Linked DNA regions of Mus musculus: regions 1, 2 and 3 are each linked to region 4. Evidence: chromatin contacts called from public Micro-C and promoter capture Hi-C data. All regions are on one chromosome and are shown on one strand. Each heading gives the region's core, a stretch centred on a gene start, on an enhancer-like site or on the middle of the called end of the contact. The rest is flanking DNA. Distances are from core to core; before and after follow the strand shown. Region 1 holds the start of Arhgap32 (Rho GTPase activating protein 32). Region 2 overlaps Arhgap32 (Rho GTPase activating protein 32). Region 3 holds the start of Barx2 (BarH-like homeobox 2). Region 4 holds the start of Nfrkb (nuclear factor related to kappa B binding protein).

The links. Promoter capture Hi-C pulls out the DNA fragments that hold promoters and counts their contacts. A called contact is a pair of places that touch in the nucleus more often than the background predicts.
Region 1: a contact with region 4 is called in a Micro-C map of embryonic stem cells, with 6 times the contacts expected there. The contact joins the promoter of Arhgap32 here to the promoter of Nfrkb in region 4. A contact is called at or near these places in 5 of 39 promoter capture datasets (embryonic stem cells, liver, maxillary cranial neural crest and 1 more), 3 of 484 Hi-C or Micro-C datasets (embryonic stem cells and olfactory sensory neurons) and 1 of 115 datasets of contacts at active chromatin or transcription factors (embryonic stem cells).
Region 2: a contact with region 4 is called in a promoter capture Hi-C map of embryonic stem cells, with 2.9 times the contacts expected there. The contact joins the enhancer-like site here to the promoter of Nfrkb in region 4. A contact is called at or near these places in 4 of 39 promoter capture datasets (embryonic stem cells, hippocampal neurons and liver) and 1 of 115 datasets of contacts at active chromatin or transcription factors (astrocytes).
Region 3: a contact with region 4 is called in a promoter capture Hi-C map of embryonic stem cells, with 2.6 times the contacts expected there. The contact joins the promoter of Barx2 here to the promoter of Nfrkb in region 4. A contact is called at or near these places in 6 of 39 promoter capture datasets (embryonic stem cells, hippocampal neurons, liver and 2 more), 4 of 484 Hi-C or Micro-C datasets (all in embryonic stem cells), 5 of 115 datasets of contacts at active chromatin or transcription factors (embryonic forebrain, embryonic stem cells, pancreatic cancer cells and 1 more) and 3 of 9 other capture datasets (adipose tissue, embryonic stem cells and pancreatic islet).

What each region holds. Positions count from the first base shown.
Region 1 is chr9:32,030,876-32,038,112 of GRCm38.p6, forward strand. Arhgap32 (Rho GTPase activating protein 32) reads left to right here and starts at 1,428. Exons shown (of 23, transcript NM_001370958.1): 1 at 1,428-1,857.
Region 2 is chr9:32,182,305-32,188,586 of GRCm38.p6, forward strand. Arhgap32 (Rho GTPase activating protein 32) reads left to right here. Exons shown (of 23, transcript NM_001370958.1): 8 at 4,025-4,117; 9 at 5,330-5,452. Among named protein-coding and RNA genes, the nearest start is that of Arhgap32, 150 kb to the left of the region's middle. Within about 2 kb of position 4,362, at least 17 of the 459 cell types and tissues checked have an H3K27ac peak or open chromatin away from gene starts, as enhancers often do. A contact at or near this core is called in embryonic stem cells, where this site is marked.
Region 3 is chr9:31,910,475-31,917,046 of GRCm38.p6, forward strand. Barx2 (BarH-like homeobox 2) reads right to left here and starts at 2,811. Exons shown (of 4, transcript NM_013800.2): 1 at 2,431-2,811. The coding sequence starts at 2,617. It overlaps Gm31497 (a long non-coding RNA gene), which reads left to right. Exons shown (of 3, transcript XR_379218.3): 3 at 539-724.
Region 4 is chr9:31,383,840-31,390,857 of GRCm38.p6, forward strand. It overlaps Nfrkb (nuclear factor related to kappa B binding protein), which reads left to right and starts at 2,353. Exons shown (of 26, transcript NM_172766.3): 1 at 2,353-2,431; 2 at 5,038-5,210. The coding sequence starts at 5,076. It overlaps 1700023A20Rik (RIKEN cDNA 1700023A20 gene), which reads right to left and starts at 2,209. Exons shown (of 1, transcript NR_165167.1): 1 at 1,164-2,209.

The sequences.
Region 1 (7,237 bases), core at 178-2,677, 650 kb after region 4:
TCACATTTCATGCTCACCATTCCCCAGACCAACACAAGTTACTGGATTCATTCTTGTGCCTCGGGTAGACATTGCTCACTGGGACCCAAAGGGGAAGTTTGGATTTGGTAAAAAGAAAGAAAATTCAATTTCAGGTTTTCAGAGTTCCTTGTTTACCTTCTCTTCAAGAAGACCCCTAAGATCCTTCTTCCAGTAGAGGGCTGAGGTTCATCTACCAAACATGGCTTCTTGATGTTTCCCATCCTAGTCTGTGTCTCTGCCATTCACATTCCACAGCTTTCCTGGTTCTATGCTAGAAAACATGTAGGCTATTTACCCTAAAGTAACGTTGGTTCTACTGACACTGTCAGGAAAATGGAATTACCATACATGTTCATTACTGTACACTCTCTAATTTCTCCCCAGGATGTGGTAAAATCCTGGTTTGTGTGTGCCCTTGAAATTCAGCTAATTGCGGTCAAGGCCATGTTTTACATTCAATGACTCCCACTGAAATGACTAAATGCTGAGTGGACCCAATCACTGCAGTGACATTAGATGATGCAGTATTTGGCATTAATAGGCTTAAACATAAAAGCAAGTTACGTAGGTTAACTGCTCCCCTTGCCCCCAACATTTCGATATGGAACGAGTCAGAAGGACTAAAAGGTATATAGATTAAAAGGGGGAGAGGGGGATGATGGAAGCTGCGGTAGAGGAAAATCAGACTATCCAGCTATCTCTCCTGCATTTTGTCATTCTGATGGTCGTTGCAGGTGGAAGTGCTGTTCAGCCTTCGGAGGCGGAACAAAAGAACCATGGAAGAATCAAGGGCAATGGCATCCAGTCAGGGGATTCCTAGGGAGTCCCTCTGTATCCGTCTCTTACCACGCACCTTCAAGTTCCCTACTCTTTCACCCTTTCTTGCCCTTCTCCTCAGCTACACCACTTTGAATTTGCTGGTCCAGAACTCTGGATGAAGAAGCTAACTGAGGGAACTCTCAGGCACCCTGCCCCTCAATTCCAAAATATAAGCGGTGCGAGTTCATTCTAGCCTCCAAGCAAGCAGAGAGCACGGGCGGAGGATCTCCTGCCTAGCGGCAACGACCCCTTCCCTCCCGGGTGCAGGGACAGGATTGTAGGGTCAGCAGTGGGAGGAGAGAAGCCACTGCCGTAGTCTCGGACGATGCCTTTTCCTGCGGCGGCTCTGGAATCTTTGCCCCCCCACCAGGACACAGAGGCCGAGGGGAGGACAGCCAAAGTGCAAGCCCCAGGGCGGCCACTCGGCTCCCCTCTTCCTCTCCAAGTGGCCCCCAGCCGCGCCCCCCGCCGTGCACATGCTTTCCCGGGACAACAGCAGGCGAGGCCTCGATGCGCGCGAGGCGGCCGTGCGCGCGCTCCTTGCGCCCTCCTCGCGCGTGCTCGTGCCCGCGGCCGCGGTGGCGCGCCTCTTCTCCCGCTGCGGGCGTCGCGGGTGCAGAGGAGGCGGAGCGCTGGAGGCGGAGGCCAAGCGGGCGCGGACCAGCGGGGCGGGGGCGACCCGAGGCGTGCGGGCGAGGGGGCTCTGCAGCGCGCGGCGGCGGCGGCGGCGGCCCGGGGGTCGTGACGGCCGCGGAAGGGGAGCGCGCCGCTTGCCTGAGGTGCAGACCCAAGGCCGCGGCCCGCAGCCGGCGCCCCCGCGCCTGACGGGGCGGCGAGGCGGGATGAGGCGCTGGCGCGGGGGGCGCCCGGCCGAGCCCCCGCGGCGGCCCTGGGCGGCCCGGCGCTAGGCGCGGCGGCGGCGGACGAGGACGGCGGGCCCAGCCCGCGGAGGGCAGACACGGAGCGGAGAGCGGCGCGAAGCGACGCCGCGGCGGCGCGGCGGGGCCGCGGGGCTCGGTAAGGCGCGGGCGGGCGGGCGGGCTGGCCGGGGGCGCCGCTGACGTGGGCCGCGCGGCGGGCAGGGCTGCGGGGCCTCCTAGCTTGGCCGGCACCGGTGCTTCTGGGCGTGCACGTTGCGATAGGATGCTCTTGGGGGCATCTCGGGTCTCTCCCGCCTCCCGGGGCGACAGAACTGCGTGCCCGCCACCTCTCGCTAGCATCCCTCGGCGAACTGGGCGTTCCGACGGCCTCCGGGCCTGCTGCGACGCTTCCCGCCCGAGGCCGAGTCCGGCAACTGCGCCCCTCCACGGGGACCCGGCTGCTCCCGGAGGAACCCCGGCGCGGGTAGGGGCAGCGGAGCCAGCGGTCTCCGCTCCCTGGGACTCCAGTGGAGTTTCTCCTCTTATTCTAATTGGTTGAAGTTGCTGTTTCAGTTGGACATTAGTGATGACTTAGTGCCTCTCTCTTCCCCCTGGCTTCCCTCGTCACCTCCCGCGTACTGCGTTACCCATTTTGTTGACTAGAGTAAATATTTATGTTAAAGGTTTCGTGCCTGGCGTAGAGGACACTGGAGGGAGAAAATCAGACCTGATTTCTTAGCTTTAGTCTGGATCCTTTAGATCCTTACCTGCAGTTGAGACTTAGAGAAAGTGGTGGGAGGAGGAGGCCCATCTCGGGATGCTTGGGATGGTCTCCTAGTTATCCTTTAGGAAATAGAATTGGGATAATTATAATCTTGATCGTATGCAGAACTACAGTCAAGCTGTAAACTGCTCGAGGCACTGCATGATGCTACATGGATAGCTGGGCCGTGGCACTGTTGTCAGCATCTCTTTTATTTTCCATTCTTTCAGAGTTTTATTTGGCGCAGATTGAGACCTTTTAAGTGCATCTGAATGGGCAGAACTTTTCTGATACATTGGTTGCTTATGTAAACACTGCCATTATTTGTGTGTTTCTATTGGAAGAAGAAAAGGCAAACGGTGCTTGTCGTAACTGGCCCTTGAAGTCCACAAACTGCTTAGTTTGATTCAGTGACTGGGTTTGTGGGAATATTTTTGAGTAATGATGCTTGTGGTTGGTGAATGCATTTTTTTCATTATTGAATGAACTGACGTCTACATTTGTTCCTTGGCCTTGAGTGGGAAGGCATCAGGAGCAGCAGTTGCCACAGCACAGCCTCAAGAGTTCAACCCTCTTGCTGAATGTTCTTGTTCATCGGGTTGTTTGTAAAGATGAGGGATGCTGATGTGATGTGATTCCCATTAGCAGGGATGTCTGGAATCTGATTCATCCTAAAGATAGCTATGGTGGAGCTGCTCCTCAGGACCAGAAGTGAGGTTGGAACTGTGCTTAAGCCAGTTAATCCGTTCTTATCGTGCTCTGTGTGGCAGTCTCTGGAATAAAGCAGCACTTTGGACAGAGGCTTGTCCAGCTGGAGCTATGGTGGCAGCCTAGATTGCTTATGATCCTGCCCATGGAGATGGGGGCAGGGTGACACGGGGTGGGGGTGGGGGCAACAACGTATGTGGGACAGAGAGGAAGTGTTAGTTGGAGAACCGTGGTCAGTTATATAACAGTTTTGTTTCCGAGGGAGAGGCTAAGAACCAGCAAGGCAGGCTCAGCTGTCATTAGAGCCTTTGATGTCGGGTTGAGTTCCAGTAGTAGTTATGTTCCTTTTATTTCCCTTTCCCAACCCCACATTATTTTTCAGTCACCAGAAGCTTAGCCACAGTTGGGCTGAGACGTTAATGGCAACGAATTCGTTTCCACTTCTTTCTAATTCGTTGTTTCTTTTGCTTTTATATTGAAGATGTTTTTATTGTTGCCTTTTCCTCTTTGGGTGACTTTTTCCTTCATTTCTTAGGGCAAGGTCTTGGAGATTCTAGCTTGGCCTCAACGTTGATCTGTAGCAGTGGACAACCATCAAATTCTGATTCCACTTTCTGATTAATGTTTAGATCACTAGACCCCATTTATATGGTGCTTTGTGCATGCTAGGCCAGCACTGTACCATCTGAGCTCCATCTCCATCAGATGGGTTTTCCATCAGAATATTCTCTTTCTAAACTGACTGGGCATATTATCTGCATAGTATATATAGACTCACTGTTTCTTATAGATGAATTTAATAAATGTCAGGGACTAGCAGATGTTTTTCTTCATAAGACAGTAGCAAAAGAAAATGACTAAACATAGCATCTTTAAAGGCTAAGACTAGCATCCATGAGAATTTTAAGGGTTTAACCAATGAACATGTAATCTGGTATCCATGGAAGCAGTCAAGAGGCAAGTGGACTTGAAGATAGGCCATGGCTATAGTTCTGTTCTAGTTACTTTTCTGTTGCTGTGATAAAACATGACTCAAAATAAACTTGGAGAGGAAAGGGCTTCTTCCAGCTTATAGTCCAAAACTGAGGGAAGCCATCGCAGGAACAGGGTAGCAGGGACTGAAGAAGATAGTGGGAGGAATGCTGCTTGCTGCCTTGTTCCCCGTGGCTTGTCCTTCTTCTTATAACCAAACCAGGACTACATGCCTGGTGGTGGCATTGTTTGTAAGACATTACTTAGGAAAATGGCCTCACAGACATGCCCGTGGGGTAGCCGATAGAGGCACTCCTTCTTGCCAGGTGATTTTATGTCAATTTGGCAAAACAAAACTGACCAACACAATAGCATCCTACTTTCCTGGGGCACAATTGTCATTTCAGAATTTTTGTTTTTAAGAATATGAACTATGTGTGGGAAAGCGTGTACTGCCTTTATACAGTTGTGAAGGGTCAGGTGACAGAAAGCATGTGGCAATGCTTTGTGAAAGCTGTCATGAGGAAGAGAGCACTGTTAATACACACAGTGTTGAATACCATTCTTCCTCACCTGCTAAGGAGGCCTGCCACAGTGTTTTATTAATCTGACTTTTCTTGTTGTACAAGGAGTTGAACCCGGGGGATCCAATGCATGCTAGGCAAATAAACACTCTATCTTTGAGTTCCATCCCTAGCTTTTGAAAAATATTTTAAAAGTGATTTACACAATATAGATAAAGAACAGGAAGTGTTAGATTTCTTCTAGGTCTAAGCTCTTCTGATACATATTTTTGAGGAGAGTCTTATGCAAAAACTATCTTTGGACTTTTAAGAATTTTTTGTTATTCTCAGAAAAGTTAAGTGAGTTGAGACTTTGTTTTTGTTTGTTTTGTTTTGTTTTGTTTTGTTTTTTGAGACAGGGTTTCTCTGTGTAGCCCTGGCTGTCCTGGAGCTCACTTTGTAGATCAGGCTGGCCTCGAACTCAGAAATCTGCCTGCCTCTGCCCCCGAGTGCTGGGATTAAAGGTGTGCGCCACCACGCCTGGCTTGACTTTGGGTTTCTTTAGAGTATTCAAAGTATTCAAGAATTTTTTTTTTTGAGACAGGGAATATTCAAGAATTTTACAAGTAAGAGTATGTAAGCCATAAGGATATTACATATGTAAGATAGTGTGTTTGCCTAGCAGTTGAAGGCCCAGGGTTTGATCCCTAGCACTCTAAGAAACAAAGTTTGTGTTTGTATGCATTTATAGATGTATATGTTTGTGTAGGTGTGTCTGTGTGTATGGTGGGCAGAGGTCAGCCTTAGGTATCATTTCATAGGAGCTGTCCATCATTTTTCTTGAGAGAGGGTCTCTAATTGTCCTGGAGCTTACTATTGACTAGACTGACAGTCAGTGAGTCCCAGGGATTTTTTAATGTATATTCTGGAGATCTGAACTTGAGTCCTTCTCGCGCTTGCATGGAAAGTTCTTTATTGACCAAGTCATCTCTCTTGCCCTCTGCATAATTTAGGTTGGGATTGGTACAATGCTGGCTACAGACCTGAATGACTCAAGAGCTAAGAGAAGGGGACTTGCTGACCAAGGAGTGACTCTGTTGTAGAAAATTTAAAAAATTGTTGGGAGCTAGGGGTTTGACTCAGTGGTTCAATTATAGCACCCTGACTTAGCTTGCTAAGACCCTGGGATTGATTCTCAGTACTCTAAGAAAAAGCTTTACTGAGATACCGTCACATTTATTTATGTGCTGTTGATGGCCGACTTGGCATCCATCAGTAGAGCTGATTGTTTCTGGAGGCAGTGAGTCTAGCAAACCCTAAAGTCCTTATCATCTAATCACTTTGCAGAGAAAGTTTGTCAGCCCCTGATTTAGGACTTTTTTTTTTTTTTTTTTTTTTTTTTTTTTTGCTGTAATTAGCTCAGGTGTTGTTTTCTGTCACAGCCTAAGTTCTGACTTGTGGATCAGCACTAAATTTTATTTTAGAGCTAGATATACCTGTGTTTAAATGTTCATTGTGATATTTATAACATTTGGTCCTGCATTCTGGCATATCTTGGTGATTTGGGTGCCTCCATTGTAACTAGGAAATGGTATAGTCACTATCTGTCTGTCTGCTTTAGGAAGTTGTCCTGGGGATTAAATGAATGATGCCTGTCAAATCTTGATAATGTTGAGAAAACAGTAAACACTCAGTAAGTGAACAGGATAGCTGTAAATTCTAGTGTCAAATGCTGTAATAGTTTTGAGCACAGATTTTAGAGTTTTTTCTCCTTGAGTATTAATGCTACATGGAATTTTATAGAGTTTCCTCTTATACTGAAACTGTTAGTTTAGTTAGGAGCTAACAATGAATAATTTAAAATATGTCCTATATATTCGAATACATATTTATTAAATATAAATATATATCAGATAATTAAGAGAAAAGGGGAAAATGTGTCTGCTTTTCAGAGGTCCTGCTTCTTGGTTATTTCCTAGCGATCTGCGCAGGCTTGCTAGGTGAACTTTAAACACCACTTCTATTTTAGTACTGGCATTTTTTTTTTAAAGGAAAGATGTGTGAGAAAGACCTGTTTTAATTAGGCCAGGGAAGATAACTGTCCCTGTGTGGACTCTGTAATCTACTTCTTAGGATTCGCAGTAACATTTTTGTAACATCTCTTTGGCGTTAAAATAATAAAAGTTATTATTATTACTATCTTATTGTTTAGAGACTTCGATATTAAACTGTTTTCTTAAGTATTTGGCTAATTTTACAGTTTAGAAATAGGATGTGCATCCCAAATACTGATTTATTTAGGGTTAATCCCCATGGAAGGATGAGCAAACAGAAAAAGACTGTTGTTCTGACAGAATTAAACAAAATAGAATTGGGGTCACTGTGGCTTTTGCAGTCCTGCAAATTATGTGGTTGCCTGGCCTTGTGTGATCCTTAATTGAAGTGAGATGAACCAGGGGAGGTAGAGGAGGTGAAAAGTTCCCACACTGCCCTCGGGAGAACAGTGGGTTGGCGGTGGAGTGGTTTTCCATAGTGGGGCAATACTCTGCATCTGCAAAACTGGTAGGTAACAGTTGTAGCACTTAAAAGTG
Region 2 (6,282 bases), core at 3,112-5,611, 800 kb after region 4:
TCTTTGATGTGGGCTGGGTCTGAGCATAGCCATAAAGGCTGATTGTGGGCTGAGTAGAAGTCTTACACAGCAACACTGAGTAAACAGAGCACTTGTGGGCAGAGGGGGCCTCTGAAAGTAAGACTGTTTACTTCGGAGGGAGCATCAGCCCATGAAACAAGAGCATAGTTTTATAAAATAAAATAATCAGATCTTGGAAATAAAATACCATGTACATTAATAATAGCAGACCTGAATAACTGGATGATTACATAAAGAGAGAGCTACAGAGAGTTAGTGAGCTGGGATATCACGTCATAAGCATATAGCCCCTGAAAGGAGTTATAGGAGAAGATGGAATGAAAGGGAATAATTTAAAATGAATATAATAAACTTCTTTGAGCTAAAGAAAGCAATGTTTTCAGTTTCAAGGAGTTTGTTAAACTTTACCATACAAAGGTTCGTGTTTTAGTCACTATTCCGTTTCTGTAACAGGATCCCCTAAAGGAAGCAGCCTAAGAGAGAAAGGGTTTACTTAGGCTTCCCCTTTCATAGATACAGCTTGTCATGCCAAGGAGACATGGCAGCATGGCAGGAGCAAGGGGCTGGCTGGTCACACTGCATTCAGAGGGTGAGCAGGAGGTAGATCTGGGTTATAAAGCCTCACAGCCAGCTCACAGTAGTAAGACTCCACCCCCTGAAGGTTCCACAAGCTTTCCAGATAGCACCACCATCTGGGAATCAAGTTTTAAAACGCATTAGAATATGGCAGACAGTTCACATTTAAGCCAACAACATTCTGCCCTTGGCCCCGTAGTTTCATAATCATCTCTCTATGAAAAATTTATTTGGTCTAAATTGAGAAGTCCCCCATCATATCCTTTCACAGGACCAACATTTTTCAAATGCCCAGTTTATTTTCTGAGACTCATAGCATTCTCTTAATGAGATGCCCTGTAAATTGTAAAATCAAAACTCAAATTGTCATCATTCTAACATACAATGCCACAGAGTAACATATCTATCTCACAGGGGAGGAATGGGACCGAACAAAGAAAGACTTGACTAGAGCAAGAACTAAACTCCAGCAGAGAAAATCTCAAATCCTGTAGCTCAGTATCTAGGTAATGGGATCACCGTAGTTACAGAGGAGTTAGGCAGCCCCACTCTTCCAGCTTTGCTGCCTGCAGCAGGCATATCTCTTCTCCTAAGCTAGCTCTCTACATCGTGAATGCAGGTTTCTTAAGTGGAGAGCCCATGGTTCTGAATTGTCAGCATATATTGTATAGGATAGAACATATACATAGCCTTTGTTTTCCTTTCTCCTTCCTCATACCCTCCAAAACATACCCCTCCTGGTCCTCTTTTGGGAACTCACTAAGTCCACTCAGTGCTGCCTGTGTGCACGTGAGTGTGGCCATCCACTGGAGCATTGGAAGCCTACCATTGACCACACCCTCCCAGCAGAATGACCCCCCACCCTCACCACTAAGTCTAACAAATGCAGTTGTTCTCAGTAAAGACTGGGGCCTGGACATTGTCTACACTACCTGTGCTGGAGTTTTGGGTAGTTTGATTTTGCCCGAGTCTTGTACAAGTAACCACACCTAGTGTGGTGAGTGCAGTGACCATTTCCTATCTGGAGGCCAGTATTTCATTGCACTCCTCTCTGTCCTCTAGCATTGACACTCTGTCTGGTTCCTCTTCCAAGCTTTGCTCTGGGCCTTCGAGGGCATGGGGTAGGGGTACTTGATAAAGATGTGTCCCTTAGTGCTGAACAGTCTGATGCAGCTTCTTAACACTTAGACCACTGTCTGCATTGACTACTGCCCACTGCCCCCCAAGCCCCCCAAGTTCTGTAATCAATGTCAAAAGCTCTGCCCTCACTCATGGTATTCACATAAATATTTAGAAGGCAATTTGACAGATGTCCTGACTATTTGGCAAAATAGCCACAACACATTCTATCTCAGGGCCAGAGACTTTCTAAGCCATGTGTGGACTTTTGACACAGGATTGCTCTACCACACACAAAATTCTCTCCTGTGGAGAGCACATCAAATCTAATCAAAAAGTGCCTAGTTATTCCATAATATCTGTTTCACTATTGAACTAATGGGCACCACTTACATGGAATGTTGGTATTGTTTCATGTAAAGACCAGCTCTGAATAAGACCAGTAATATCTTTTCTCCATTAATCTCACACACCACCCCAGGCCTGTGTAGCACTTTCCAGCACTTATGAAAGTTAGCCAATAAGGAAGAGAGTTCCTGGTTGGTTTCAAATTGGTTTATACATGTCAGCCCCCACTGTTCAGCAGCTTCCATGGGCTGACTCTGTGGAAGCTCTTCCTAGGTAGTTGCCTTCCACGGTTAGAAACTCCATTGGCTTTTGGAGCTTAGGCTCAGTTTTTCTTTTTTTCTCCCTCCCTCCCTCCCTCCCTCCGTCTTTCTTTCTTTCTTTCTTTCTTTCTTTCTTTCTTTCTTTCTTTCTTTCTTTCTTTCTTTCTTTCTTTCTTTCTTTCTTTCCCTCTTTCTTTCTTTCTTTCTTTCTTTCTTTCTTTCTTTCTTTCTTTCCACAACAGGGTTTCTCTATGTAGCCCTGGCTGTCCTGGAACTCACTTTGTAGACCAGGCTGGCCTCGAACTCAGAAATCTACCTGCCTCTGCCTCCCGAGGTCTGGGATTAAAGGCGTGCATGTGCCTCCGCCACCTGACAGGCTCAATTTGTCTAAAGAATGGCATTTTCACAGTTAGTACCTTTGGTGAGTGGGATCTTGCCCTCAGGGTAGTTTGCTACTGTATATCCGGAGCAGGAAGTTTCTCTTTAAAGGGTGCTAATTCCTTATCAGTTATAGACCTTCATCATTCATACTCCCATGGCTCAAGCTTTAAGCTTGCTCACACAGCCTGCCTTGGGAAACCACCTCTTGTAATGTCTTTGTTCTCTACTTGTTACTGCCTGACACTGTAGATCTGAATGAGATCCGTGAGCAAGAATCACAATGTAGCCTTACAGTTGGCTTGCCGTCATATTTCCTCGGCCCATGGAAGAGACTGTTGCTTTTGAAGTCAGCCCTGGGCTTTTGAGAGGCAGAACACAGCTGGACTCTATGCAGGAATATCATCCAAATGGCTTCGAGGCCAGTTCTCACAGGCTCGCTGAAACCTTGGGCTGGGCTTTCAGTTTACAAACAACAGCACCACACACACACACTCACACACACACACACACACTCACACACACGGAGAAAGGAACTATTGTGGCTTACATTTACAGAGAGATTTTGTTCATCGTGGCGGGAAGTGTAAGGCATCAGAAAGGAAAGCAGGGAGCCAGCAACAGCAGCTTGTTCCTCCACATTGCCTTTGAACTCAGGAAGAGGAGGGTGGGCAGGCATAAAGACTTGGTTCTGTGTCATGGTTCCTGCTCAGATTGTCATGTCACACTGTGGCGTAGGATCACAGGAATTAGTCCACTCCTGTGCAGCTATATGCATGGAGATTACAGCCAAAGGCAGTAAAGGGAAGCAAGGGAAAATTTGGCAGAAAAGCCACAGATGTGTCTTTTAATAAACACATTTTGTATTTTCAGTACAAAGGTACAAAACGAAAGTCCTGAAATTAGAAGCTGTAGAATACGGCCTCATACGATGAGGTATTAAAAGCTAAAATCCCCACATTAGGCAGTAGCTGAATTCCTCTGTGAAAAGTGCCATCATTTCAGAGGTAATCTTCCATACCCTCAGTGATGAGGTCTCTAGAGCTATTATTATTATTATTATTATTATTATTATTATTATTTGGTGTTGGCGATGGGGGGTCTCACTTTACAGTTCTGGTTAAACTGGGATCCTCCTGCCCTTGCCTCCTGACTGTTGGGATTAAAGGTGTTTGCCACTATCTCTACCTGATGTAATTATTAAGTGCCTAAGGATCTCTAGGTTTCTTTTTTTCCCTCTTAGAAAAAAACCAATCTATATGAGACTTTGTAAAGCAAAGAGTTGCTCTTCCCTCTGGTTATGGTGAGTCTCTCTTTTTCAGTCGGTTACTCAGATGCTTACAGCTTACCTGTCACGCCTTTCAACTATCGCTGGCAACAAGATCAACTGTGGGCCTGCCCTTACCTGGATGGAGGTATCTGTCTGATCAGCTCTGATGAAATCTTATTCTAAAATTATTTGCTTAAGGCATTTATTAGTAATTTGATTATAGATGAGTTTCACAAATAAAGAAACAAAGAATGTACTCATAATCCAGGAGGATTGGTAACTGATATTTTTAATTTTAACCTGAATGCGTATGGGTGTTTTACCTCCATGAATGTCTGTGTGCTCTTTATGTGCCTGCTGCCCCAAATGGCCACAAGAGGGCTTCAGATGCCCTGGACCTGAAGTTATACATGGTATGAGCCACCCTGTGGCTCTGGGAATCAGTTCTTCTAAGAGCAGCCACTGCTCTTAAATGCTGAGTCATCTCTCCAGAGTGACTGGATTTTTGGATAGAAAATCTTTCTCTTTATTTTTCAAAAAAATAATTTTATCATCTCTATAAATCTGGAGATTGTTAGACATTGTTATACCTATTGTTATACATATACAGCGTAAGCTACTTGTTTTTTCATTTGCTTAATAATTGAAAATATTTTTTAGTAATTTATGAGCCAATAAACCACCCTTTTAAAGGTACCAATTTGAGAATGCCTCAGGATATTTATTGTTAATTTGTGTATGTTAACTTGTGTATGTTAATTTGGGGATGTAAAGAATTATATATATTCTTTTCTCCCAGTAAAAGTTGAGACACTGCCAAGAGGGTAAGAGGAGCCAGGTCTACTTGCACTAAGACCATGACTTTGCCATTATTGCTTGAGTGATCTTAGTAAAGTAATTTAATTTCTCTAAAATTACATAACTTTCTCCAGGTTGTCTTCTTTACCTTTAGGTAAAGGTAATGATAGCACATTTTGGGATTATGAGAGTTAAATTAAGTCGTATACATTATATGCACAGCATACTTACTGCCCTATATTAGCTACCTAATAAGTGATAGGGTTTTAAAGGGTTTTGCTACATTTTGGGGGTGGGGCATGTTAGAGCCCATGTGGATGTTAGAAGACAACTTTTAGCAGTTGCTTCTCTCCTTTAACTAGGTGGGTCCAAAGGGATCCGGCTTACCTCATCAGGCTTGTTGCATTTGTTTACCTGCTGAGCTGTCTTGCTGTTCCCAAAAATGACAGTTTATTTTAAAAGACTTTTGGGGCTTACCACCTGTCTAAATTGAGTTTTTATTTGTGGATAGACAGATCCGTGTCTTTGGACACTCCATGGTGCTTGATTTTTATTGTAGATCGACAATAAGGGAAACCATCTTCTAGTTCACGAGGAGTCGTCCATCAACACTCCTGCTGTCGGTGCTGCCCATGTTATCAAGCGCTACACCGCTCGGGCCCCTGATGAACTGACATTAGAGGTAAGCAGTTAGGCAGGCCTCACTGTTCTCTGGCCCTGCTACCTGTATAACCTGTCTCTAGCTGTTTTAAGAATTTATGTATTTAAAAAATAAATACAAGAGAGAGTAATGGAGGATGATTATGATCAGAGGGCACGGTATACATGCATGAAAATACAATGAAACCCAACAGTTTGTGCAGCCAGCACATGCTAATAAAAACTGAAAGACGAAGTAGAATGTTTAGATCAAAGTGTTTATCATGGGGATGGATGCAGAGTTTGAGCCTGCTGAGGGCTGAGGCATGTCTCTGATTTTCATGTTTATTCTCTGCATTTGTGAATGTTCTCGGTACAGTAAGTAACCAGTAAATGTGTGTTGACTGAGCAAATAAAAGAACAACAGTGCAACAGTTTTACGACGTCAAATGAGGACTGTTCTCAAACCAATTAGTGAAATGAGTGTAAGCATAAAACGACAGATGTCTGTACATGGACTGTAGTAGTAATAGTAATAGTAGCTGTAGCAGTAGCAATAGTAGTGCCCCCTCAGACACAGTCCCATCATTACAGCCATTGGCATTTTCCTTTCTTTCTTTTGATTCTTACTATGGAATTTTTTTGTACTGAAAAGTTACAATTTGTCATTAAATAAATCTCTGTTAAGACATTAATTTTAATGTCAGGCATTGTGGCTCATGCTTTTGGTCCCAGCAGTTGGGAGACAGACAGGCAGGTCTCTGAGTTTGAGGCCAGCATATCTATGTAGTGAATTCCAGGACATTTAGGACTACTTAGTCATACCTTCTACACTGATAGATAGATAGATAGATAGATAGATAGATAGATAGA
Region 3 (6,572 bases), core at 1,561-4,060, 530 kb after region 4:
GAGAGATTTTTAGTCTTCATTTTCAACATTCTGCCTGACCGAGTTCACTTCTGTCACAGTTACTTAAGCTTGGTGGAGGTGTGCAAACTTTAAAAATGAGAAAATTGGTCACTTTAATTCCAGTGTAAGTTTCCACTTGTTTTGAATTTCTCCGACAGTGTTTCGGCCACCTAGGCTGCACATCTGTCTCTATCCAGAAAAATGCATTACTGTTTCGCTGTAGATACCAGCAACTCCAGTTTTATTATTTTTAATTAATTTTTAAAAGATTGTAGCTATCCTAGCTAAGGGTTTTTTGTTTTTTGTTTTGTTTTGTTTTGTTTTTTGACCCTGATTTGGACAGTTAAAAAGTACAAGACAGCTTTGAAAGCATAAAACCCCAGAGAAGTCTCTAATGGGCTTCCTATGATCTCATACACGCAAGGCTTTCTCTGTAACCGTAAACCCACTGTAGGCTTACGATCTGGAAGTATCAACTATTGTAGCCAGTTTTTATGAGTTTAATTCCACTAGCAAATCCTACTTTCTATATTTTAAGTCTCAACTACAGCAAATCAAGCACATTTTGAAAGAAACGATCCAGGGGGAAGAATGGAAAAAGAAGGCAAGAAAACCACCGCAAATAACCTCTCCTGCAGCAAACCAAGAACTTCTAGGAACACAGGACAAGCCTGCGACCATGTCAACTCACCTTTATTGCTCACAAAACTGCCTTTGAATCATTGCAGTGTGCCTGTTTTATTTCCCACCCAAGGTTCCATAAATCATGGAACTAGCCTGGACTGACTACGTGAAAACTTTCTGGGCCTTTTTCTCCCTCTCTTTTTCCAGCATGTTTTCTTGCATGACCCAACTCTGTGACTCCCACAAGCCATGGAAAGTGGCCTTAGAATTACATCAAAGCCCCTGAAAGGCAGCAGGTACTAAACAGGGCCCTGGGTCCCTCAGGAACTGAACCTATCTTCTGGGTAGCGAGACTCAACGGGGTACAATGAGAATTGTCACGGGGGGGGGTCCTCATTGGGATTTTATTGTTGTGGCAAATAAATGTTCTCAAAGAGAAGATTTAGCCTACTTCTCCAGCCCCAAACATTCACAGATGACTCATTGGAGACTCTACATATATAGCAGACAAAATGCCAGCAGGGTGGGCCTCTATCTTGTTTCTCAAATCTATTTAATGTATACCTTGATTATTTTCTTGTTTATAAAATTCAGTATTACAAGGCTTGTTGTGGGATATCAAGTCTAAAACTACCTTGCTGAAAGAAGTGAAATATTCATTTTATGGCCAAATGTAGGAGTAACTTGATTTGGGAAAAACCTCTCCCCATATTTATTATTTAGACTTAGTGACTAGCATGGCTGGACCGTGGGAGAGATGGAATTCCAAGTATTACATTTAGCAGCTTTTTATCCCCGAAGTTCAGAAAAGAAGTCTGGGAACCACTGCAGTGGGCACACACTTCCATTTTTCCAATTATAATTTCGTGAGTTTGTTTCATGGCAGTCATACAGCAAGCACAGAACCAAAGGCCCAAAGCACTTGTTTGCTCTCAGTGGAAAGCACAGTCAAGAACTTCCTTGAAAATATTTTCAACTGTTTTAGCTCCACCTAACTTTTTTGTAGCCTGATCCCCATCTGCCAGGGAACTTTGAAACCCAGAGCTTCTCTAAATGTACACCCTGTTTTAAATGTCTTTGGATTGATTTCCTACAGATCTACTTTTTCAATGTAATTACTAAATTCTCTGTTTCCTTCCTATTGGTCTAGTTTTTGTGGACAGAGGAAACCAGGTTTGAGGGTTTTTTTTTTTTTAAAAAAACTGTTACTAGTGTTGGTTTTAGTCACTTAAAACAAACAAGGGGTTTATCCTTTCTGCTTGTGTCAAAACTCAGCACAGCCCAAAACTACTTTCCTGAGGGCAATCATTTTAAGTAAAGTTTGATGTAGTCACAAGTTTATTTTGAAGCCCATGAAACCGATTTACCTGTAAAATTACAAAAGAGGCTGGGCAATCTAACTCTAGGTGAAAGATGAGACCACCAAATTAAAGTTGAAACTGACAAGCTCACTGCGTGAAACCGCCTAGGCACTGAATCTGTTCAAGTGTTTGAAGTTTCTCACTAAAACCCCCGGTAGTGCCAGGGAGAAGGACGCTTTCTCCAAGAAGCCAGGACAGTTATGCTACATTGGCGTCTCACTCCAAGGACCACTTGGTCTTAACTCATCTCCCATCCAGGGAGCAGTACCTGCCCAGGCCCGGTTGCAAACGCTTTTGAATGCCCACCACTGGCGGGCGAGTCTGTTCTTGCAAGGACGCAGGAAAAGAATCCTTTGGTCCCTCTGGCTCTCAGGTTGGAAAGCAGAGGCGACCGCACACGGGCAAAAGTACAGCAGCCCACTATATCGCCCAGCGGTTGTCTTACCGGTACAAGAGTGCAGGGGCTTGGGTCGCACCACCAGCGACGGGCACACAGAGTAGAGGGAAAGTTTCTCAAAGTAGTCGCAGGTCTCCTTGGAGAGGATCTCATCGATCATGAAAGTCTTGTAGCGCCGCCTGGCTGCTTTGAGCTGGCCGGGTGAGCTCAGCCTCAGTTCCGCGTGGCAGTGCATGGTGAGCCGGGACCAGAGCCTGGCGACCTGAGCGCGGCGAGCGCCTGGCCGTCCGGGACCGCAGGAGGTGGCTCGCTGGCTGGGGCCTGAGCCCCGCTCCTCGGCAGCCAGAGGGGCGGCGGGGCCCGGGGAGGCGCGCAAAGCAGAGAGGGCACGGGCGCGCCTGCTGCGTCTACACCCACCCGCCGAGCAGCATCTTTGACTACAGCCTTTTTGGGACACCGCAGCTGTCAATCAGCGCGCACTTCCTGCAGGGCCAGGTGCGGAGCGCGAGCCGAGGGGCGTCGGCCGCTACCCCGCCCCTGCGCGCCCGTGCGGCTGGGGTGCTGACCTGCGCACCCCGGGTCCGACCGCTCTTGCCCGCTGCCTCCCGCCGATCCGAGAGTCGAGCGCTCCCCAGGCGGCTCTATTTTAAGACACTCGCTCCGGTTCTCCTTTCCCCCTCCCCCAGCTCCAGGTGTGTGTACGGGTGTGTGCGCGCGCTCGTGTGTGTGTGTGCACGCGCAGGACTGCGGGCGCGCGCCTCCTTCTCCAGGGACTCAGGAGTCTAGCCGCCACTTTTCCGAGTCGCATCGCCCCTCTGTCCTCCCTTAGCGCCAGTCCTGCTAAAGGGGGCACCGCTCCCGCCCCTCCGCCCCCGCAACCCTATAGGCAGCTATGTCCACACCTCTTGCCATAAAGCAGTGGCATCTTCATCCAGAATCGCGAAGCTCCGGGCTCCAGAGCGCGCGCTTTCCGACGACCACCGAGCCTCACTTGTCCCCGCTGGGCCATTTCCCTAAACCACAGTGTCCTCTCTCAACCCAGCCCACAGCTCCGAAGCCCGCGCTGCAGCCGTGCGCTCCCGAGGTGGGGCATTTGCTCCAAGGTTGCAAACTTGATTGCCTCACTACGACCCCAAACTACAAATGAATTTAGCACACTCCGTTATCCCAATTATAAACTAGGGTAGTAATGTGGTGTGTGTGAGTGTGTGTTTAAATTCTGTTCATACAACGGTTTTCTTTTGCCAGAAAGGGCCAAAACAGCGGGATCGCGACGTGCCCGCGGCCCTTCCAAAGTTAGCCCAAATTCTGGCTTTTCCTAGTGCCCAATCCCGCTTTCCATTCCGGGGTATAACACACTTCTGGTATTGGGGGATGGTTTGCCTCTTTCTTCCTAGCGTCCTAATCTCAGAATCTGTTCCTACCAATGTCTGTACGAACTTTGTTCCTAACCACAATCCTTGCGTTAGAGCGTCCGGCCCGCACCTAAGCGCCTAGGACAGCTCCTGCTGTCAGTGACTCTTCCAGCCGGCCGGCCGGCCGTGGGAAACGACCTCCGGGTGCACTCCCAGCCCCCAAGACTGTGCCCCTGAAGTGGTGTGCGCAAGCTGGAAAAGAAACGGACAGCGGGGACACAGAATTTGGGACAAAACAGCCGATGGTGTTTGCCTGACGCTCGCACGGTGCGACTGATCCCGTGGCTACGCGCTCCGAGCATGGTTAGCCGCGGAAGCAAGTCGGGACGCGCACCTGGGCCGGTGGTTAAACTCGCTAAGGAACAAACTTGCTGAACTAATGATTAAACACTTAAAGAAAATAGGCATTAATAGACTGAATCATAGTCGAGCGTTTGCTGTGGGCATCAGCTCGTATTAATGATTTTTATTTCTCGTGTGTCTGCCTCTGCCTGATTTCTCTTTCCTTCTTAACTCTTGAGATTGCTTTTATTTCTGCTGTACCAGACATAGGTAGCCAGCACTGCAGCTAGGTACCCCAGAGGCTGAGGTCCTTGCCTTTATCCCTGGACTCTGTGGACTATCTGCTGTGGAGGACGGAGGGCCTAGGACCTGTCGGGGTGCGCCACCGGTCGCCTCGACCCGCTACGCGAGGAGCCAGGGGCCAGGGACCCAGCGCAACACTCGCTGCCGTGCTAATCCTGAGGCGCTGCTCTCTTGAGTCACCCGTACAGTGCCATGCCGCACCATAGGCAGCCACGAAGAAACTAAGTGCTTGGCGGGAATTGAGTCTGACGGAGGCGACAGGGAGACCGGCTTGCAGCGCTCGGAGCCCGGCATCCGAATGGCCTCAGGGCCGGAGCTTGAGCGTGCCGCTGCGCTTAGGCTAGCAGGTTCCGGAGTGGTCTCGCGAAGGCGTGCGCTCTGGGTCTCACTATCGGTAACCCTGTCTCTGTCCTGCACTCCTGTCCTTCAACCTTTTTTCTTTCTTTCTCTTGGCTCTTCCCTCTTTTTACCCCTCTCATTTCTCCCTTTCCCTCGTTGGTACTCGCCTTTGGGGCTTCTAAGTTTGGGCTCCTTTTTCTCTTTCCTTACTTCTGCCCTTCGTTCCGTTCTTCCCCCCATAATGCATGCTTGTTTCTTTTTCTTCTTCCCTTTCTTTCTCCCTCTCCACCTTTTCTCTCTCCAAACTCGAGTCAGGAGTGGCATTTGTGAACCCGTACCCAGGGAAGCTCTTAGACAGACCAAGTGCTTGAACTCCTAGCCCAGTCTGCAGGAATGGACTGGCCCCATGACAAGTCTTTCCAAGTGGGGCCTCATTCTGTCGTCTTACTGCTCCCTTCTTCCCATAGAGCCTCAGGCACAAAATTCACTTAAACCCTCCTGTCAATTTGGCTTGAAAGCTAGTGAATTTTGATAGCCAAAGAAGTAGAGAGCATCCCCCATCGGTGCCTTACAAACTTTCTCTCTCTTTTTTACCCCCCCCTACAAGGAAGGAAGGGGACTGGAAGAACAAATTCCCGCTGAAGGAAGGAATAAGCAGCCCTGAATCTTGGAGCCTAGAGTCTTTGGCTGTCTGGTATTCGTTCCCTAAACTGACCTTGGCTTTTCATTTCCAAACGGTAATCCTAATTTCTACTTCACAGGGTTGGCCTTTTACAAGCCTTGCCTTTAATTGGAATGCTCTGCCACCCCTCCCCTCTCTTCTTTGCCCAGAAAAACCAGAGACACATCCAAATACAACCTCCTCTCGAGCAGCCTCGTCTCATCCCTAAGCTTGTCCTTTACTGTTCCTGCCCCTATCCCAGCAGTTCTGTCAGTGTGCTCTTTGTTTATTTCACCCGATGGATAGTGAATTCCTGATGGCCGATGCCTTATTGAACATTATTCACCCCCTACCATCATATAGTGCCTGACACATGGTCGCTTCTCAGTGAATGTGCCATGAACACATGATTGTATGGAAGCTCTGGAAATAAAATTAAATAATGTGTTTGATGGGACATCAACTCTTAATTAGTTGTACTAAATTTGTCTTTCTCTTTAAATGAGTCTCTCCCCTTTCCTTGTTAATTTTGAGCTTTGAACAATGGCATGTAGCCCAATTTCTTTTATTTTCTTTTTTCCCCCCTTCAAGCTCCCCTTTTTTCACCCTCTCTGCGCCACACTTAGATTGCAAAGCATCCCTACTGGGAGGAAGCACACCCCAGCTGTCAATCACAAGTGGGACCTTGGTCAGAAGAGTAGTGGGGGTTTTGTTTCCAACGTTAATGAAGTGGCTGGAACATGAAACATCTGCCAGAGGGGCTCAAACCTTCTCCAGCTGCTGGAGACTGGCAGACACTCTTCAGTGTCCAGGCATCATACTCGGTCAGTGTCTGCCCTTGCGACCGACCCCGACGACCGCAGAGGAACACACATGGAGAGGGCCAGACTGTTTACACTGAGCAGTGAGCATACACGGTGAGAAAAATTCACACTCTGAAGGACAGGTTTCCCAGGATCACACACCCACTCCCCAATTTGGCCTCTGATTCCTAAGACAGCTCAGCATAAGAGAAGGGGACTGGAATAAAAACTGGGCTGGGTGACCTGAAAACCAAAGTTTTCCTTCTGATTTTTATCTTCCATTCACCAAGAACTGTTGAAGTTTCATGAAAGGATTTTTCTAACCCCCAAATATGACACTTAAATTCCATGTAGGACCCACCTTGACTTTTAGCTAAGGATCCTTTT
Region 4 (7,018 bases), core at 1,103-3,602:
CATGATAATGCCAGTACTTGGAGGTCTAAAGCAGGAACGTGGCAAGTTTGATGGCTAAGTGATGGAGACACTTAAAACATCAGTGTTTGTGGGTGGGAGGGAGAAGGGGAGGGGAATTGTAAGGATGAGTAGGTTAATTTTTGGGTGGACAGTGAAACAATATTACATAGATCTGTCAGTTATTTGAAATATGTAGGGCTGGTGAGATGGCTCAGTGGGTAAGAGCACCCGACTGCTCTTCCGAAGGTCCGGAGTTCAAATCCCAGCAACCACATGGTGGCTCACAACCATCCATAACGAGATCTGACTCCTTCTTCTGGAGTGTCTGAAGACAGCTACAGTGTACTTACATATAATAAATAAATAAATAAATAAATCTTAAAAAAAAAGAATAAGTTTATTTAAAAAAAAAAGGGGGGGGGGCTGGTGAGATGGCTCAGTGGGTAAGGGCACCCGACTGCTCTTCCGAAGGTCCGAAGTTCAAATCTCAGCAACCACATGGTGGCTCACAACCACCCGTAATGAGATCTGATGCCCTCTTCTGGTGTATCTGAAGACAACTACAGTGTACTTACATATAATAAATAAATAAATCTTAAAAAAAAAAAGAAATATGTATCACTTGTGGGTGAAGAGTATGTGTGTGTGTGGGGGGGGCGGGGGTTGAGGTAAACCTATGCTTTGTTAAATTTTGTATGACCCTAAAACTGCTCTAAGAACAAGGGCTAATGAAAATGGCAGTTTGTAATGTTTTAATGCTCTCCTGTCTGGTCACCCAGAGTGACGCTGCACTGCCATTTCTAATTGGTGGTTTCTAATTCCAACAGGATCCAAGGACATCTTTTTTGTTTGTTTTTTGTTTTCTTCGAGACAGGGTTTATCTGTATAGCCCAGGCTGTCCTGGAACTCACTTTGTAGACCAGACTGGCCTTGAACTCAGAAATCCACCTGCCTCTGCCTCTCTGCCTCTCTGCCTCTCTGCCTCTCTGCCTCTCTGCCTCTCTGCCTCTCTGCCTCTCTGCCTCTCTGCCTCTCTGCCTCTCTGCCTCTCTGCCTCTCTGCCTCTGCCTACCTTCCGAGTGCTGGGATTAAAGGCTTGCGCCACCATGCCCCGCTGATCCAAGGACGCTTATAGAGTCAGTGGGTGTGTGTGCGCGTGCGCATGGGTGCAAAGATTTGGCTTTATTTGGAAAGCACTATTTTCCACTGAGAGAAGGACATGCCTGGCATGCCCTGCTCCCCTGACATGTTTATTAAACCGAAGGAACAGTGGCTAACCCACGCAGGACCAGAGGGTGAACTGTAGAATACTTGAGAAGACATTCTAAATAAGACGGTCTTAGAGAAAGAAGGCGTAATGATGAATCATAAGAGTAAGTTGTCGATGTTTTCACTTTCTGCAAGTTGTGCGGACTTGGAGACATGGGTTAGAGTCTGTGTTATATTTCCCAACCTTCAAGACTGCAAGAGGTCCTCCACTGTCTGGTGGCCTCAGCAAAGCCTTCCCGACAGAGTGGTGGTGTCTAACAGTTTTCTTCTGCAGGGAAGCTCTTTAAACAACTCAAGAAAAGCTCTTTAAGCAACTCAAAATAGCTTCAGGAAGTCCCCGAAACGGATCAGATTCTTTAGGCTCCTCTCTGCCAGAATAAACGATAAAAGCTGAGAGACCTTCTCAGATGGAAGGACGCTAAACTGAGGATTCTGAGTTGGGGAAAAAGCTACAAAGTCGACTCTGAGGCCAGACCAGCTACCTGGAGGCAGCAGAAACCAGCTGAGCTGCCTGGAAAGGTGTAGACCAACTGAGGCACCTGGAAAGGACTCATTGCAACCTGTTGAGCTGCTTGTAGGCTGTGCAGTGTTTCAGGTTCCCAGCTTTTGTGAGTTGTCACTCATGCTGGGGTGAGCCTTGGTTTTTCAGCTAAGTCATTTCTGCTCTTGTTAAGTAAACCCTCACCCATATGCCTGCAAGTAATCCCAATAGTAGTTCACCAAGTTGGACTTGGGTGGTCTCGGTATTTTGATTTGTCGTGTTGAGTATCCCCTGGAAAAATTTTGTCACACAAGAAGTGGTGGTTAGCACGGTGCCTGTCAGACTGTGCTCTTGCTTCGCAGCTGACAAAAGGCGACATCGCTCTATCCTCCAAAGCTCCTGAGCCAGGAGAACCCCGCACAGAATGGATCGTGCCTTCTCCGCACCGACGTAGCTTGTGGCACCAGACGCGTCGGGGCGGTTCAGGTGCTGCCACAGGCTCCGCCCCTGCCCGTCCTGCCCAATACGCTCCGCCCCGCCGTTAGGTTTCGCCCCACAGGTCCCGCCCCTTCCGCTGCCGGAGCCCGGAACGTGCGCGTACCCAGACGCCTTGCGGGAGCGAGCGCGTTTCGGAGCCCACGGCCCGACGAACCCCGGGTGAGACCCGCGGACTCTGCTGAGGTGAGGGCGGGCCCAGGCGTCGGGTTTGGTGGGTGCCGGGGGAAGGGGAGAAGCGGGGAGAAAGGGAGAAGCGGGGCGTTGCCGTGGGCACGCGGCGGGCCCCACGCGTGGCGTGCGGCTGCCGGGTGGGCGAGGGTTAGGGGGAGGACGTGTGGGGGAGGGGCGGGCCGCGGCGCGCTGCGCGCAGGTGGGGCTGGCGACGTGGGGCTGCGGTCCGAGGTCCTTGCTTGCTGGTTGCTCGCGAGGGTCTAGAGGGTGGGCTAGCCCAGGTGCAGAGAAGAGGCCTTCCTGGTCTAGCGAAGCAGCCCGGGACACCCCCAACACTTAGAAATCGGCAGCTTCCGGGGTTCCGGCTCGCTAGCAGCGCCCCTGTTTTTGTATTTTGAGTTCTTGTGCAGAATAAGTGGCAAGGCAGCGGTTGTCGCTAGATAATTATGTGTAGCTTAATCAACCGCCGGTATTGGAAGCAGCTTCTGAGTGAGTTGTGTACATTGTGCACCTGTCAGATGAGGTAACTGGCTTTGCACGCTGTCTATGCCACTTACGCTAAGAGGAGTTTATTCTAAGCATCAGGTTGCCTCTGTCTGTCGGTCTGCCTGCCGGCCTTCCTTCCTTTCTTTTTTTCTTTCTTTTTTTTAAGTTTTGTTACGTGCAGGTGTCTTGCTCCTTTCTCACTTTCACTCAGTTATTTAGGCGCTACATGCGTGCAGGATGTCCTCAATTCTCTGTGTGCTGACGATGAGCGCGCACAGTTACCTGGGGACCACACAGCTGTGTCCATGTAACACTCGCCGTATCTTTCCTTGATCTGAAATACTGTCAGAACGTGAAATCATTTTGCAGAAAAGAGCTTCCATTCTAGGTATATTACAGACTTACCCATTATCATTTGAGAACTTGGGAAGTGGGAAGGATCTTCACTGTTAATGTAAGCTCACTTAGCTGGAGATTCCCTTTAAGATCCTAAGAGAAAAGAAAGGTAGGAAGGGCCTGGTCCAACTCCTCCTTAACTACAGGTAAGGAGCCTGACACCTGGTGAGGTAAGATGTCACAGATAGTGACGGCCCCAGGGTAGAATCTGGTTGCTCTTCCCACTTTTGTGGGCTTGTTGGTCTGTTTGTCAGTAATAGTGATAAGAGTCCAGTACATGTAGAGCAGCTGGGTCATGACCCTTTTGGAGTGGGGGTTGAGTGACCTTTTCAGACTGATCATCTAAGACCATTGAAGAACACAGATATTTACATTACAAGTCGTAACAGCAAAATTGCAGCTATGAAGTAGCAACAGAAGCGGTTTCATGGTTGGGAGGTGGGTCACCACAACTCGAAGGCCGTAGCATTGGGAAGGCTGGGAACCACTGAGGTACAGCGGTGAGTTCCAGTTCACTGTGCCTTAGCACTGTTCAGAACCGTGGCCTCAGCTTCATACTGATTCCAGCTTTGGGAAATGCTTGCATTAACTTACATGGATCTGAAGGTCAGATTGGCCACTGACAGCTAATAACAGTCTGGTGATTGGAGCCCTAGGAATTTATGTGGATGAATAAAATCATATCAGGTGTTTACAGTTTAAACTGAGAGTATGTAAGAAGTATTGTATATGATATTAACATCTGCAGGCAAGCCAACCAAGAGTTGGGTAAGCGATTTCCAAGCTTTGATCTTCAGTTAGTACCTGTATAATAGGTATAATAAGCACAGCTGTAAGAATTACTTGAAAACTGGGATACAGAATGGGACCCTACCCCCTGCTTTAAAAAACAAGACTTGAGAGATAATTTATATAAGTTAGTATCTGAGTTTACTAATGTTAATGGCTTTTTAAAAACAATCTTAAATTAAAAATACCATCAGCGTGTGTGTGTGCGTGCGCGCGTGCGTGCGTGCGTGCGTGCGTGCGTGCGGATATCCATAGCACTCCTCTGGAGGTTCTTTCCTTCTGCTGTGGGTCTCGGGATCAAGCTCAGGTCATTGTGTGGCACACACTCTTACCCACTAAGGTGTCTTGCCAATCCTGCCTGTGGATTTATAATGGTTCAAATAGATTATTGACCTTGGAACTTGTAGTTGTGGACCATGGTCTGTCATTTACTTTTTATTTTTTGAGACAAAGGCCTCATCCCATACCCCAGGCTGACCTGAAACTTGTGATCCTCCCGCCCTATCCTCCCAAGTCCTGGGATTATGCACTCGATGGATCATGCCTGGTTAGCACTCAATTCCTGGGTCTTAACTCTAATATAAAAGGAAAGTGTAAGGAGCGTAAGAATTCAGACGTTGTTGTAGAGGCATTTCGAGAAGTCTTACTAGGTTAGGTAGGCTTGAAACTTTGGTGGAAATGGGGTGTTAAAGGGTGGAAGGACAGCTATGTGGTTAGAGAAAAGGACGTGATGTAAAAGGAAATTGGAACCATGGTTACTTTCTCTGTAATCTACTGTAGGAATGCTGAGGCAGGAGGATTGTTGCATGTTTGAGGCTAGACTAGGCTGTATAGTGAATTCTAGGCCATTTTGGGATACAGAATGAGACCCTGCTTCCTGCTTTTAAAAAACAAAAGACTTGAGATTGAATATTAGCATCCATCTGATCTCTGCTTTCCTGTCTCAGGGTGTATTTTTATGTAGTCTACCTGTGGAGAAGAAGCAATGGATTCCTTGGACCACATGCTGACAGATCCCCTTGAACTTGGTCCTTGTGGAGATGGTCACAGTACAGGAATCATGGAGGACTGCCTTCTGGGTGGTACCAGGGTTAGTCTGCCCGAAGACCTTCTGGAGGATGTGAGTAGTAACATTGTTGCACGTGTTTCATTCCCCATCTTCTGACCCCCTTTCCTCTGCCCTCTGCCTTCCTTGTACCCTTTTATTTTCCACATTTCAGCAGTGTTCCCTTATGTTTAAAAGCATAGTGAAGTTAGTATTTTGATTAAGGAAAACAGTATAAGATAGTCTACATGTTTGATCAACCAATCAGAATAATACCAGCATGATATAAATGAACCATATTATAACAAGATAATTTTCACTAGTTAGAAAAAAAGGTGGAATATTTTAAGAGCATAATTGTGTTTCCCTTAAATGATTTTCCTGTTGTGAAACATTAAACAAACCCAGATTGATTTGTGTGTGTTCATATGGTAACCTTCTAGTCAGGAGTAGTGTGTGTCTTGGGACAGAACATCAGCATGCCGTTGGTTACTTTCGCAGGTGAGATGTAAAGTCCTCATTAGTAGGGAAGCTACCATCTGTTAAGAGAGGGTGTGTATGTGCTCGCTGTCCCTCCCTTCAACTCCCCTCTCCCCCCTTCCCCTTCTTTCCCTCACTTGTATCTTCTCCGTGTTCTCTTTCAAGAAACTGCTTTATGAGATCTGTTCTATTATTAGGTGCTTATTTTATTATGTACCTAGTTCATGCCAGACAAGTTAGATACTAAAACTAAAATTGGACGGAAAAACAAGATTTTAAGCTGGGCAGTGGTGGTACATACCTTTAATCCCAGCATTTGGGAAGCAGAGGCAGGTGCATTTCTGAGTTCGAGGCCAGCATGGTCTACAGAGTGAGTTCCAGGACAGCCAGCTACACAGAGAAACCAAAACCAAAACCAACCAACCAACCAACCAAACAAACAAACAAACAAAAAAAACCCCACAAGATTTTAGAAAAAGATATTAGATTATTTTGAGTCTAAGGTGATTGGGATACATTCATGAAAGGGTATTTTATGGTTATCATGTGGCTCTGTTATGTTGTTAGGGTAAAGTCAAAATTATCTAACAGGTTTATATATCTGTCTTAGTCAGGGTTTCTATTCCTGCACAAACATCATGACCAAGAAACAAGTTGGGGAGGAAAGGGTTTATTCAGCTTATATTTCTACATTGTTGTTCATCACTAAAGGAAGTCAGGACTGGAACTCAAACAGGTCAGAAAGTAGGAGCTGATGCAGAGGCCATGGAGGGATGTTCTTTACTGGCTTGCTCAGCCTGCTCTCTTATAGAACCAAGACTACCAGCCCAGAGATGGTCCCACCCACAAGGGGCCTTTCCCCCTTGATCACTAATTAAGAAGATGACTTACAGTTGGATCTCATGGAGGCACTTCCTCAACTGAAGCGCCTTTTTCTTTGATAACTCCAGCCTGTGTCAAGTTGACACAAAATCTAGCCAGTACAATGTCCTTCTTTCTGCAGCTATACCCTTCCTTTCCTTGATCAAATGAAACATTTTCTGAAGTTGCTAATTAAAACAAACCACAGATATGAGTAAAATAAATAAAAAGTAAATACCTATATATTGGCACATTTACATACATGTATATATTTTAAGCAATGATGAAACATTCATGTCTAGGTATGAATGGCATTTACCAGTGTGTTTACCTACTCTGGAGGCTGAAGCAGGAAGATCACTTCAGCTCACTAGCTCAAGACCATCTTAAAAACAAAACACCACCAAAACACAATAGGTTTCTCCTCCCGCAGTGTAGTTAACCATCTAGGGTAGTGCAGAATAATACCCTTTAAGTCCGTAGGTGTCCTCTGCTGTCGTCTTACCTTCAATTTCCTCGTGGGAATCACTCTTCTTTGCTGT